Linked DNA regions of Mus musculus: region 1 is linked to region 2. The links are chromatin contacts, called in public promoter capture Hi-C maps. All regions are on one chromosome and are shown on one strand. The core of a region is the stretch at or near the end of the contact, and the rest is flanking DNA. Distances in the headings are between cores, read along the strand shown. Region 1 holds the start of Ints1 (integrator complex subunit 1). Region 2 holds the start of Map11 (microtubule associated protein 11).

Evidence for each region. Promoter capture Hi-C pulls out the DNA fragments that hold promoters and counts their contacts.
Region 1: a promoter capture Hi-C map of liver shows a contact between it and region 2, with 3 times the contacts expected there. The contact joins the promoter of Ints1 here to the promoter of Map11 in region 2. A contact is called at or near these places in 1 of 39 promoter capture datasets (liver) and 1 of 484 Hi-C or Micro-C datasets (the G1E-ER4 cell line).

Annotation. Positions count from the first base shown.
Region 1 is chr5:139,772,246-139,777,732 of GRCm38.p6, forward strand. Ints1 (integrator complex subunit 1) reads right to left here and starts at 3,433. Exons shown (of 47, transcript NM_026748.2): 1 at 3,087-3,433; 2 at 2,043-2,333; 3 at 353-549; 4 at 111-248. The coding sequence starts at 3,225.
Region 2 is chr5:138,261,185-138,267,040 of GRCm38.p6, forward strand. Map11 (microtubule associated protein 11) reads right to left here and starts at 2,868. Exons shown (of 11, transcript NM_153161.3): 1 at 2,238-2,868; 2 at 1,883-1,978; 3 at 1,663-1,792; 4 at 1,474-1,560; 5 at 1,230-1,350; 6 at 986-1,133; 7 at 618-700; 8 at 369-532. The coding sequence starts at 2,648. Gal3st4 (galactose-3-O-sulfotransferase 4) reads right to left here. Exons shown (of 4, transcript NM_001347507.1): 4 at 3,737-5,122. The coding sequence ends at 4,109. 6330418K02Rik (RIKEN cDNA 6330418K02 gene) reads left to right here and starts at 2,861. Exons shown (of 3, transcript NR_045821.1): 1 at 2,861-2,917; 2 at 4,573-4,821; 3 at 5,043-5,477.

The DNA of each region.
Region 1 (5,487 bases), core at 2,183-4,682, 1.5 Mb after region 2:
TCATCAAAGCCCTTAAAGGAAGGACAGCTCACTGGGAGCCTCCATTCGCGTCCCTCTCCAGCACCCACCTTCCCTCTGCGCTCTGCTCTGAGACCCTGGAGAGGACTCACCTTCACGAAGATCTCAGGCCAGTTCTCGTCCTCCTCGTACGCGGCCATGAGAAGGTTGCAGGCCAGTACAGACACGAGGCTGTTCCCTTTGGCCTTGAAGTTGACAGAGGCGTCCCTCCGCAAGAGGCTGCACAGGGCCTGAAAGGAAAGGAAAGTTACAGTTGTCACGATACGGCCCATGCCACAGAGACAGCGGCAGGTCTAGGGAGGGCGGAGTGAACAGGGGAGGTGGTCAGTTTCACCTCGATGACACCCTCTGTGGCAAAGATGTTGGGCTTGATCTTGGCCAGGTACATGAGGCTCAGGTAGAGCGTGCTGTCAGGCTTGGCCCGCGTCACCTTCAGCTGCTTCACTGCCCCGCACAGCACTCCCTCGATCCTGTCGTCATTGCCCTCCAGCTCAGCGGCTTCAATCTCGTCCAGCAGCACTGTGGGCAGAACTGACCACACAGGGGGTGGGGTGGGGGGAGGCTGGGTTAGAGAGGGATGAGAGCAGAGGCCACGCTCAGAGCAGACAACTAGAGGCAACACAGATGGGCCTCACCAGCACACGGAGGCTCTGAGCTCCCAGAAACCATACACCAGAGTCTGTGTCGTTTTCCTCAACAAATGGCTTCAGAAATGCTGGCAAGTGCTCAAGGAGGGAATCTAGACAGCCGGTCAACCACTGAGCCACGCCCCCAGCCCCTCACTGGGGGATTCTAGGCAGGGGCTCTACCACTGAGCCACACCCCCAGCCCCTCACTGGGGAAGTCTAGGCAGGAGCTCTACCACTGAGCCACGCCCCCAGCCCCTCACTGGGGGAGTCTAGGGAGGGGCTCTACCACTGAGCCACGCCCCCAGCCCCTCACTGAGGGATTCTAGGCAGGAGCTCTACCACTGAGCCACGCCCCCAGCCCCTCACTGGGGGAGTCTAGGCAGGGGCTCTACCACTGAGCCACACCCCAGCCCCTCACTGGGGGATTCTAGGCAGGGGCTCTACCACTGAATTATATCCATATCCCTCAATTTACTTTTTTACTGTCATACAGGGTCAAGTTAAGAAGTGGCCAAGGCTCACCTTGAACTTTTCATCTGCCTGCCTCAGTCTCCTAAGCAGCTGAGGTAACAGGCACCCTCTGAGCCTTTCAAATGACATCTCAGTACCAAGGGACAACGTAGCTTCATGAGATACAGCTTCATTAAAGGCTAGAGGACAGGATGCTTGTCCTTTTTGGCTCTCAGGAAGGAGTCCCTTAGAAAGGCTCGGAGCAGACACGCAGACAGTGGCGTCTGCTACTGGAATGTTAGGTGCTCAGAGGCTGGCACATAGCTAGCGGGTGACAGGTCTATGCTAAGGCATCATGGAGCTGCTATGAGTCACTGAGGGGCTCTGGGCTGTAGAGTTCAGTGGTTACAACACTTGCCTTGTGTGCATCTGGACCTAGGCTCAATCCTGGCACTGTCAAAGAAGTCATGGGATAAATGACAAGAAGGAGGAGAAGGTCAGACCCCTGCACAACTTCAGGGACACTCGTCTCTCCTCTGAGGTCTCTTTGGTACTTGGGGGACCTATTTTCTACCTGGAAAATGGCACCAAAATGCTCCCTGTCCTGGAGGCAAAGACAGTGAGCAAAGAATCCCCTTCCACTGGAGGACCGGGCTAGAACCACTTAGATGCCACCACAGCCTGCGCACCTGTCCCAGCACGGTTCAGAACAGTGCTGTCACAACCAGGGGCAGGCTGTACACAGGCCAGATAAATGATGGAACGAGGAACCAGGAGCACTGTGGGAATGGGAGGTGCATCTGTTCACAATGCCAGGCAGCGAGCCCACAGGAAGCCAAGACCCCACTACGCTAACAGAACCAGGCTGGAAGTGGCTCCCACGGGCACTGGGCAGATGGACAGGATGAAGGAATCTCTCTGGGGAAGTTGGCAGTCTGATCTTACCTTCAATGGGCACCACAGATGGCTCCTTAATCGATGGAGAAATGGCTCGCTTCTCTGCAACTGCGGCTTCAGCCAGACGTCCCAGGGCGCTCAGTGGGGGAGTGGAGGACAGTTTGGGGCGCTTAGTGAGGCCGGTCAGCGCAGAGGTCCCAGACAGAGAAGCTGAAGCATCTCTCTTGCGCTCTGAGGGTAGCCCAGAAGGGGCTGGCTTCAGCAGGGTGGACGTTGTCTTTGATTCACTGGCCTGACCCTTGGACCCCAGAGCAATAAAGTCCCCAGGGGGAGGGTGCCCTGCAGAGGAACAGAAAACCCACACCTGTGATACCCAATCTCAGAGTGGGCCCCCAAGAGACAAAAGTAAAGCCTGAGGTTGTCCAACCACCCTGGCAGAGCAAGCGATGGCTGACGCTGATCCAGTGCTGACTAGAAACTAAGCCATCTGTAACTCATAAGCACTGTCTACTTAATTCTCACCGGGCTTCTTCAAAAGTTATGACCCTCGTTTTACAAATAAAGACACAGAAGTTAGGCAGGGGACTGGTGGCACATGCCTTTAATCCCAGCACTTGGGAGGCAGAGGCAGGAGGATTTCTGAGTTCAAGGCCAGCCTGGTCTACAGAGTGAGTTCCAGGTCAGCCAGGGCTACACAGAGAAACCCTGTCTCGAAAAAACCAAAACAAAACAAGACAAAACAAAATAGACAGAAGTTAAGTAATGTGCCAGTGTCACACAGTTAGCAAGAAGAAACTTTAGGACCCCAGTCTAGATTATCCGGCTTCAGAGACTGTGATTCTGGTCCAGGTACCCTGTCCTTGCCAGATGCTCAGCAGGACAAGGATGCCCTTGTCCTTTAGGAGCCCCTCAGGACAGCAATGTATGCAGGAAGCCTGGGTTGGATGACCGTTGTCCTGCTGTGTTGGATGCCCACGCTCTCCCAACAGTCCCAAGTTAACTATGTCCCGTAGGAACCCCTTCAGTGGCCATGCCGGCCTTCATGGAACCCATTCATTGACCGTCTCGAGGTCGCCGCGCGCAGGGACGCACCTGAGGGCTTGGCGGCCGCGCTGGGTCTCCGTACGGTGGTGGGCTTGGCTCGATTCATCCTCCCCGCGGCCCGGGCGCCCCTAGAGGAAGCGCCTTCACCTGGGAGGAGGCGGCGGGAGTCACTCGCTCGCTCAGTCATTCATCCCTCGCACCGGGGCCACTGGACCGAGTGCCCAGGGCCGCCTACCGGGGTCACAGAAAGGGGCCAAGTGCGGCACACACGCGGCCGACTGCGGAGACGGATGTCACCGCAGGGAGCGGACTTCACCTGGGTGCAAAGGCCCCTCACCTCCGGTGCAGCACTCTGCAGACCCGAGACACGGGCGCTCCGGAAGTGCAAACTGATCTGCGAGCCTTCCGAGCGCTGATTTCTCACATAACCGGAAGTAAAACAAACCCGAAGGCGAGGAAGAGAGGAGAGAGGCAGGCAGAGCCTACTAGTGTTTGCACCGCCCTCTGGCGGCCGGAGGCTGGATGGACCTATGCCTGTCTGAAAGCTGGGCTTGTTGGGCATAAACTGTTCCCTCTTACGGTTTTGGAGCTAAATCTGATCCTAGCTCAAGAAGTCAAAATCCAGCCGGTCGGTGGTGGCGCACGCCTTTAATCCCAGCATTTGGGAAGCAGAGGCAGGCGGATTTCTGAGTTCGAGGACAGCCAGGGCTATACAGAGAAACCCTTTCTCAAAAAACAACAACAACAAAAAAGTCAAAATCCTACTTTCATATTGATACATGCTCTAAAATGTTGAAGGCCTCTGTCAATGGCCTCTGGATTCACCTGATTTGGGTACCTCTGTCAATGGCCTCTGGATTCACCTGATTTGGGTACCTCCCTCTCCATGGAGACCTCTACATGGAGCTATCAGGATAGGTACTGCAGGTCTCCTCTAAGGAAGTCCCAGATAGATTGTCCAGCTGCTGGGACAAAGACAAAATTCCAGACATGGTCCCGAGACCATGTTTGTGTGTGTGTACATGTATGTGTGTATACATATATATGTATGTGTGTTTATGTATGTGTGTGAATGTCTGAGTGTATCTATACACATATAGACAGACAGATAGACATTCCAAGGTCATAGAATTAGGATTGGGAGCCCAAGACCCTCAAGCGCCCTTAATGGATTGTCCCCATGATGGCCAGCCTCCTTGGTGCCAGCAAGCCCAGAGCTATATAGTAAACATTTGTGGGCTGAATAAAGGATGTGTTTGAACATTGTGGCACAAAGGGAGCTTCAGGCAGAGAGCTGGTTTTCAGCCCCAGGAGCGCACCTCCCATACCTGTCAGTGCCTGCAGTTCAGGGTCTTTCTTACTGTGATGCCAGGGCTACAATAACAGTATGTCAGGGTAAGCAGGATGGGTCAGTAGGTGAAAGAGCTTGCTGAGCCAACTCTACAAATTTGTCCTCTGACTTACACGTGTGCTGTGGTGTGCATGGCTGTACATTCACATCATGCACACTCATACCCACAATAACAATAGATAAAATTTAGATTTTAAAAAGGGATGAGTTGTCACAGTGTGGTCACACACACCTTTAATCCCAGCACTCAGGAGGCAGAGGCAGGTGAATCTCCGTGAGTTCCAGGACAGCTGGAGCCACATAGACAGACTCTGACCCAAAACAAAAGCAAAATCAAACAAAATGGCGGGGAGTCTGTTTACTCCAGTAGATCCTAACCCAGTGACAGTGGAACCCAGCTCAGCCTGAGCCCTGCTGAGGACCCTTTGGGGAAGGTTGGGCAGCGTCCCCCAGAACCTATGTAGGATGCTGGCAAACCACACTGAGCAGACCTGCAGCTGCTGTGGTCTAACTGCCCCAGTGGCAGGAAGCAGCTGTCCCCATCTGCCAGCCTGAGCCTCATACTGCTGTGCCTGGTGGTGGACAGTGTCCCCGGGGCTCTGTGGCTCCCTGTATGGATGCAGCATTCCCAGTTCAGCTTAGCCCACCTCACTTGCAGCAAGCCTCCCTCTCTCCCTCTCTGTGGTACCAGCATCAGTGCCTGCAAAGCCTCCCGGTCCTCAGCCGCACACACCCTGCATCCCTGCTGGAACTCCTCACCACAGGTCATGCCATATGGCATGCCAAGATAGGCCCTGTCAGGTGTCCTCGTTAGCAGGGCAGGAACACCTAGAAAGCTCTGGCACATAAAGAGCAGATCCATTCAGGGACATGTGACATGGGGACACCTGAGGAAGAGCAAGGAAGCTAGGAAGCCAGATTACCTGGCCCAGCATCTCTCTGAGGGCCTGGACTTCATCCATTCCATTGAAAGGGGAGCTAACCTCCTCCATCAGGCCCACTGCTATCCTCTAAGCACTTATATAACCAGCTCCCTTCTGGTCTCCACTTCTGCAAGTTTACCAAACCCACCCCTTCCCTGTGACCTGTAACCATCAT
Region 2 (5,856 bases), core at 1,618-4,117:
CTGTTAACTGTTAATATGCATAACAAGCCATGAGATGTTACTTCGTAGTTTTAGAGAGGACAGAAGCTCAGAGAGATGAAGGAACTTTCTCAAGATCACAGAGCTAGTAAGCGTGTGTGTGTGTGTGTGTGTGTGTGTGGTGTGTGTGTGTGTGTGTGTGTGTACACGTGTGTGTGTGTCCACTGCCTACCTCGAGTCTCTGTCTGTGATCCTGGATGACTAGCCAGGTACCCAGGAGAGCCAGCCAGGTACTGCAGGTCACCTATTAAGGTAGGGCTGGCACTACTTGGAAGCTGTTCTCACTGTCCTGCCCTTTCCTTTCCCTGTCCCTCCCAGGGGATAAGGTCTCAGCCTGGCAGGTGACCCACCAGCCTGTGCATGTTCCGGGGTCCACACAAGCCTCACAGCAAGGAAGTCTTGGAGGTTGTTGAGCAGCGTGTAGGTGACAGTGAAACGCTCGTAGGTCCGAACAGGGGACTCACAAGAAGCAGTCATCACAAAGCAGGGGCGGTCTAGGCGGACACTGGGCAGGCTAGGAGCAGTGAGAGAGGAGGCTGGATGTACGTGTTAGGCAGAGGTGAGCGGGAGAGCGCCTGGTGGGTCTCCCACGCACTCACCGGTAGTGGGTGTAAATGCTCTGGGTGAAGGGCAGCTTCGGCGTGGACCACTGAACCACGGCAATCAAGGGGACTTCAAGGCCCTGCAGATGGGACAAAGGGAGACTTGGGATGTTCAGAGGCTCGTGGCCTTTCCCTTCCATTGTGTTTTCTTTGAGCCTAGGACTTCTCTCCAACTGCTCATATAGCTGGGGATGACCTGAGCCTCCTGCTACCTCCCAAGTGCTAGGATCCCAGGCGCAATGCCACTATGCCAGATTTATGCAATGCTGAGGGTAGAACCCTGGACTCTATGCTTGCTAAGCAAGCACTCTACCAACCCAACAGTTCCCACAGTGGTCGTCACTTCTGTGATCACACCAGCTCACCTCCTTGGCCCCAGGAGGGGGCTGCTCACCCCCTCTCAGCTGGAACAGGAAGTTGTGTTCCTCCAGGGCACTAAGTGGACAGGGGAAGTAGCCAGATGTTCCAGGAAGCCGACAGAAGGATCCCATGGAGACTTCCCCAGACTGGTGACTAGTTCAGAAGAAAGAAAGGCAGGACATGAGCTTGCCACTTCCCATCTCTGTCCCCAACCACGCCACAGCTCTGCCTCCTGCCCCAGAACCTCACCAGACATTGTCCACCAGCAGCACAGAGCCATCAGGCATGACAGGTAGATAACTGGCATTGAAGTTGGGGAGGATTCGGATATCCCAGATGGAGATCTCTTCCTGGGAAGAGCTATTCAGCACTGTGCGGGAACAAGCCCAGCTCAGAGTAGTGAGAACCCTCCTACCCCAACTCCACCTTTACCTAACATACTGGACCCATTCCCTTGCTGCTAGTCAAGCCTTGCGCCAGCAGATCTGCTCACCCTTGAGCACGGTCAAGTGCTTTCCAGCCACAGTGAACTGCCGGCATTTCAGAACTGGAGGGGGCAGCAGCGTCAATAGGGTGCTCACTGCAGAGAAAGGATGTGGCAGGAAATCAAGACCTCCACATCACAGTGTGGCACCCTCTAATCTACTCCTCTCCGAGCTCCAGCTTTCCCCCTCTCCCCCACCTTGGGCCTTGAAGGCGCTCTGTTCTCCACGGAAAGTCTCCCCAGGAGATCGAGTCTGTAGCAAGCGCAGGTAGCCTTGATCTCTGACTTCTGGTGCCTCGACCTCCCGCTTCCACACGGTCACTACAATCTAGGTACAGGAGCCATCGGACCATGATCACGAGGGGTCTTAAAATGTCATCTGAATTATAGGGCAACAGCCTCAGCTCTGTTATCCTACCTTGGCCTTGGGTGTCCCTGGGGGCAGTCTATCCAGTGAAACGGTGAGTGGGAAGATGACTTCATCTGTGGACACAATCGGTTCTTCCACAGGCAGCTAGGGGTTATATGAAAGGGGTGAAAATGTCAGGATGGCGGCAAAGATTCAGGCTCCTTTAACGTTTCTGCAAGACAGAGCAAGTCTTTATGCCCACCCCTTCTTGAAATCATATGCCTCCCGTCTTAGGTTCCTCTGCAGGACAGGACAATGCTGTCATCTGCCTCCTACATCAGGTCCCTAAGGAATCCATGCTCCAAACTATCTTTCTAGCTTCCAGCAAACCTCCCCTCAGCCCTTGTCACCCAGAGATCCTCACCGTGGTCGCGCCCCCTGAGGTAGCAGGGCCCTGGCCGTGGGTGAGAAGGGGGCTGCAACCTCGAAACAAACCCCCGCCCCCCGGGTCCCCTCCCCCCGGGGGGTCAGCATCCTGGTCGCCGGCGCTGCCGCACCCTGGCAGCGCTCCTCCTGCGCTGACCGAGGCCAGGGCGGCCAGGGAGGTCGCCAGCTCGGTCCAGGCCCCTCGGGATGCCAAGCCCGCGCCGCCCCCAACGCCAGCCCCCACGCTGCCTCGGCAGCGCAGCACCAGCAGAAAGCGGACTGTCTCCCCCAGGTACAGATGGTTGCGCCGGGGCAGCGCCCGGTACCGGCCCGGGTCCCCGGCCAGCTCGGCGCGTGGCGGTAGCGGCACAGCCGGAAAGTACATCGAGTAGTCGCATTGGGACTCCATTGGGTGGGGAGGACGATGCGACCCGAGACCGGGCCGGCAGGGAGCCACGGGACCGGGGGAGCTCGGCCTGCGAGTCCAGACACCGGAGGACCGCGGCTCCGCCCGGCAGGCAGCGGGACACACCAGCCTGGCCCGGAAACCAGAGAAACGAACCCGGAACCTAGACCCAGCAGCGCCAGACCAGGAGTGCGGGCGCTGAATGACTGGAGAGAAAGCGGAAGCGGAAGGAAGGGGGCGTGGCCTCCGAGGCTTCTTGGCTGAGTCGAGGGGTGAGTGCGGGCTGCTGAGGAACCTTTAAGGATGCTAGACTGGCTTCTTTGGGTAGAATTTATTTTTATTTGTCTCCGCCTCCCTCCTTTCCTTTCTTTCTCTTCTTCCCTCTCTCTCTTGCTTTCTTCCCTGACTTTCTCTTTCTGTTCCCTCTCTCCCACGCTTCTTCCCTTTTATGACAGCATTTCTTGTAGCCCGAGCTGGCCTTAAACTTCCTCTAAAGCTGAGGATGAATTCAAATTTTTGCTCCTTTTGCCTCCATTCTCCGGAGCGCTGGCATTACAGGTATGTGCCATCAGGTCTGACTTATGCAGGGCTGGGCGTTGAGCCCAGGGCTTCATGAATGCTAGGTAAGCATTCTGCAAACTGAGCCACACCGCTGCCTTTTTTTTTTCTGATATTTTGTTGTTGTTGTTGTTATTATTGGTGATGTGTGTGTGTATGTGTGTTACTGGAATGCCTGAGCCTCAACCTCATGCTAGCCAGTCGTTTTACCAACAGCTGTATCCCCAGCATTGAGGGAATACTGAAAGAAAAGAAAGACCCCATTACTTAGCCTAATTTCTGTCCAATAAAAGATTCTCCATCACTTCTCCTTTTAGAGCCCTACATAGAACAAAGAACTGGGGGCAGGGGAGATGGCTCTTTGGTTAAGAGCCCTTGCTGTTCTTGCAGGGGACCAGGGGTTGGGTCTCAACACCCACATGGTGGCTCACAATATTTGGTAACTCCAGTTCCAGGAGATCTGTGGACACCAGGTACATTTACACATGTAGGCAAAACACTCATACACATAAAATAAAATAAGTCTAATAACCTTTTAAAAAATAAGTAAACGTTTCGTAGCATTTATTCATCCAACAAATATTTTGATAGTGAAATTAGCACAGCTCCATAACAAATATTTCGTAGAGAAATGGACATATATCATGCCCCAAACTTTCTCTGTGTCGCTGTCATCTTTTGCCCCTCCAGGGGGTTTTGAGGAACTGCTACATGAATCTGTCTTGAGGCTTGAAGTGGCAAAGTTAGGGGTTGGGGGAGGCAACAGATTCTGCTGGGATTTCTAGAGGAAGTCCAGACAACAACAGTCTCATCTTAGAGCAAACTTCCTGTTCCTTCCAAGGGAAATACATACGCACCTAGAGGTCCTCCACCCGTCGCATATGTCCTAATTTGTAGTCTGATACCTATGGGGACAGTAGCCTTGAGGTCTTGAGAGGCGAGGAGACTGTAGGAGGAAACTGCTTAGCATCAAGTTTATCCTTATACTGTAGCTCTGGAGTAGCCAAGCGTTCACATTCCTCTTTGTCTTTCTGGTTTAGTCCACTCTGAAGTACATAGCCCAATACCTTAGCTGAACCAAACTGTAAAGGACGGAGCTTTGCATCAGCGATGTATTTGGGGTCTAAAGCCTCACCTCCCACCAAGCAACGTTTAGCCAGAGCTTCTCTTCGAGCCCGGAGCTCAGCCACAGCACGTTGCAGTCGACTCCTGCCATACTGTTCTATCCGCGCCCACAGACTACGGTTGAAGTGAATATAAAGAGCCCAATCCAAGTTATTCCAAGCTCGGGCCTGTTTGGTTAGCTGCTGATCTTCACCAGTCACCACAGTCTTATTGGCAGTTCTGATAAGACTCTGCTTTTTTCCAGCCTGGGCATTGTGCATGAAGCCCACCACATCGTCCAGACTCCAGCACAGGGCATCTGCCAACAGGACCAGTGACTCATCAAAGTACTCGGCCACCATGACCAGGTCAAAGACTGAGTCCAACCAGGCCAGACCCCATTGGATAAAGGATGAGGGCCTAAAATCTGAGGAGACAAGGCTGGCTGGCTGCTTGTAACTATCAGCAGCTGTGGTAACAGGACGGAAGAGAGTTCCAGGGCTAGCACCGGAAGGTACAATATGTAGCTGGAGAGATTTGGGGTCTCTGGGTAGCTGGGGACTCACTTTCATGGTCTTTGTCTCTGGGGGAGAGGGCAAACCAAAGTCAAACCATAGTAAGTTACGGGCGTAGTGGTTGCCACGGGCTCCGGGTCTGTAGAAGGCTTGAGGATTGGACAGGAAGGCGGCCAAAGACGGTGCCTTTCGGAAAGCCGATGAAACTGATTTGTAATAGGAGAAGGCAGAGCGGGCTAGAGCTGCTGGATCTCGGACAATGGAAAAGAAGAAGCTATCAGAAGGCATGACCTGAAGTACCTGCAGAAGAAAGAAAGAGAGGAAGAGCTTGACTGAGGAGAAAATGAGTCCAAGCTGAGGCTCTGATGAGCCGTCAGGCTCTGCTGTACACCCCCAGTTTCCCCTACTAGCTGTGTGATGTTGGGGAAATTACATAGCACCTCTGAAATTCAATTTGCTGTCTGCAAAAGGAAAGTAGTCAGAGGTTCCCAGGTAATTGAGAATACTCGAAATAACAGCTAGTCAGAAATCTAGAACACAAAGCTCTTACTGGTTATTAATGTCCTTGGGTTTTTGTGTCTTCGTTGGTAGAGAAAACTCTCAAACCTGGGGCTGGGGAGATGGCTCAGTCAATAAAGTGTGTGCCACACAAGCATGAGGACACAAGTTTATATTCCCAGTACACACATAAAAGCCAGACAACAGTGGTGCTCACCTATAAACCCAGGGTTGAGGAGGCAGAGACAGGTAGAACCCTGGGTGCTGACTGGCCCACACTGGAAATCTCTAAGAACCAAACTGTGTTCACCTCTACAATGAAAGTCTATTTGTATTCAGTTCGTGTGTGTGTGTGTGTGTGTGTGTGTGTGTGTGTATGTGTGAGTGTTTGTGTATTGTACTTTTGTGCATATGGACTCAGAGAACCTCATTCCTCAGGCATCATCTACCTTTATTTTCAAGATAGGACCTTTCACTGGCCTGGAACTTATCAACTAGGCAAGGTTGGCTAGTCAGAGAGCCCCAGGGACTCTCCT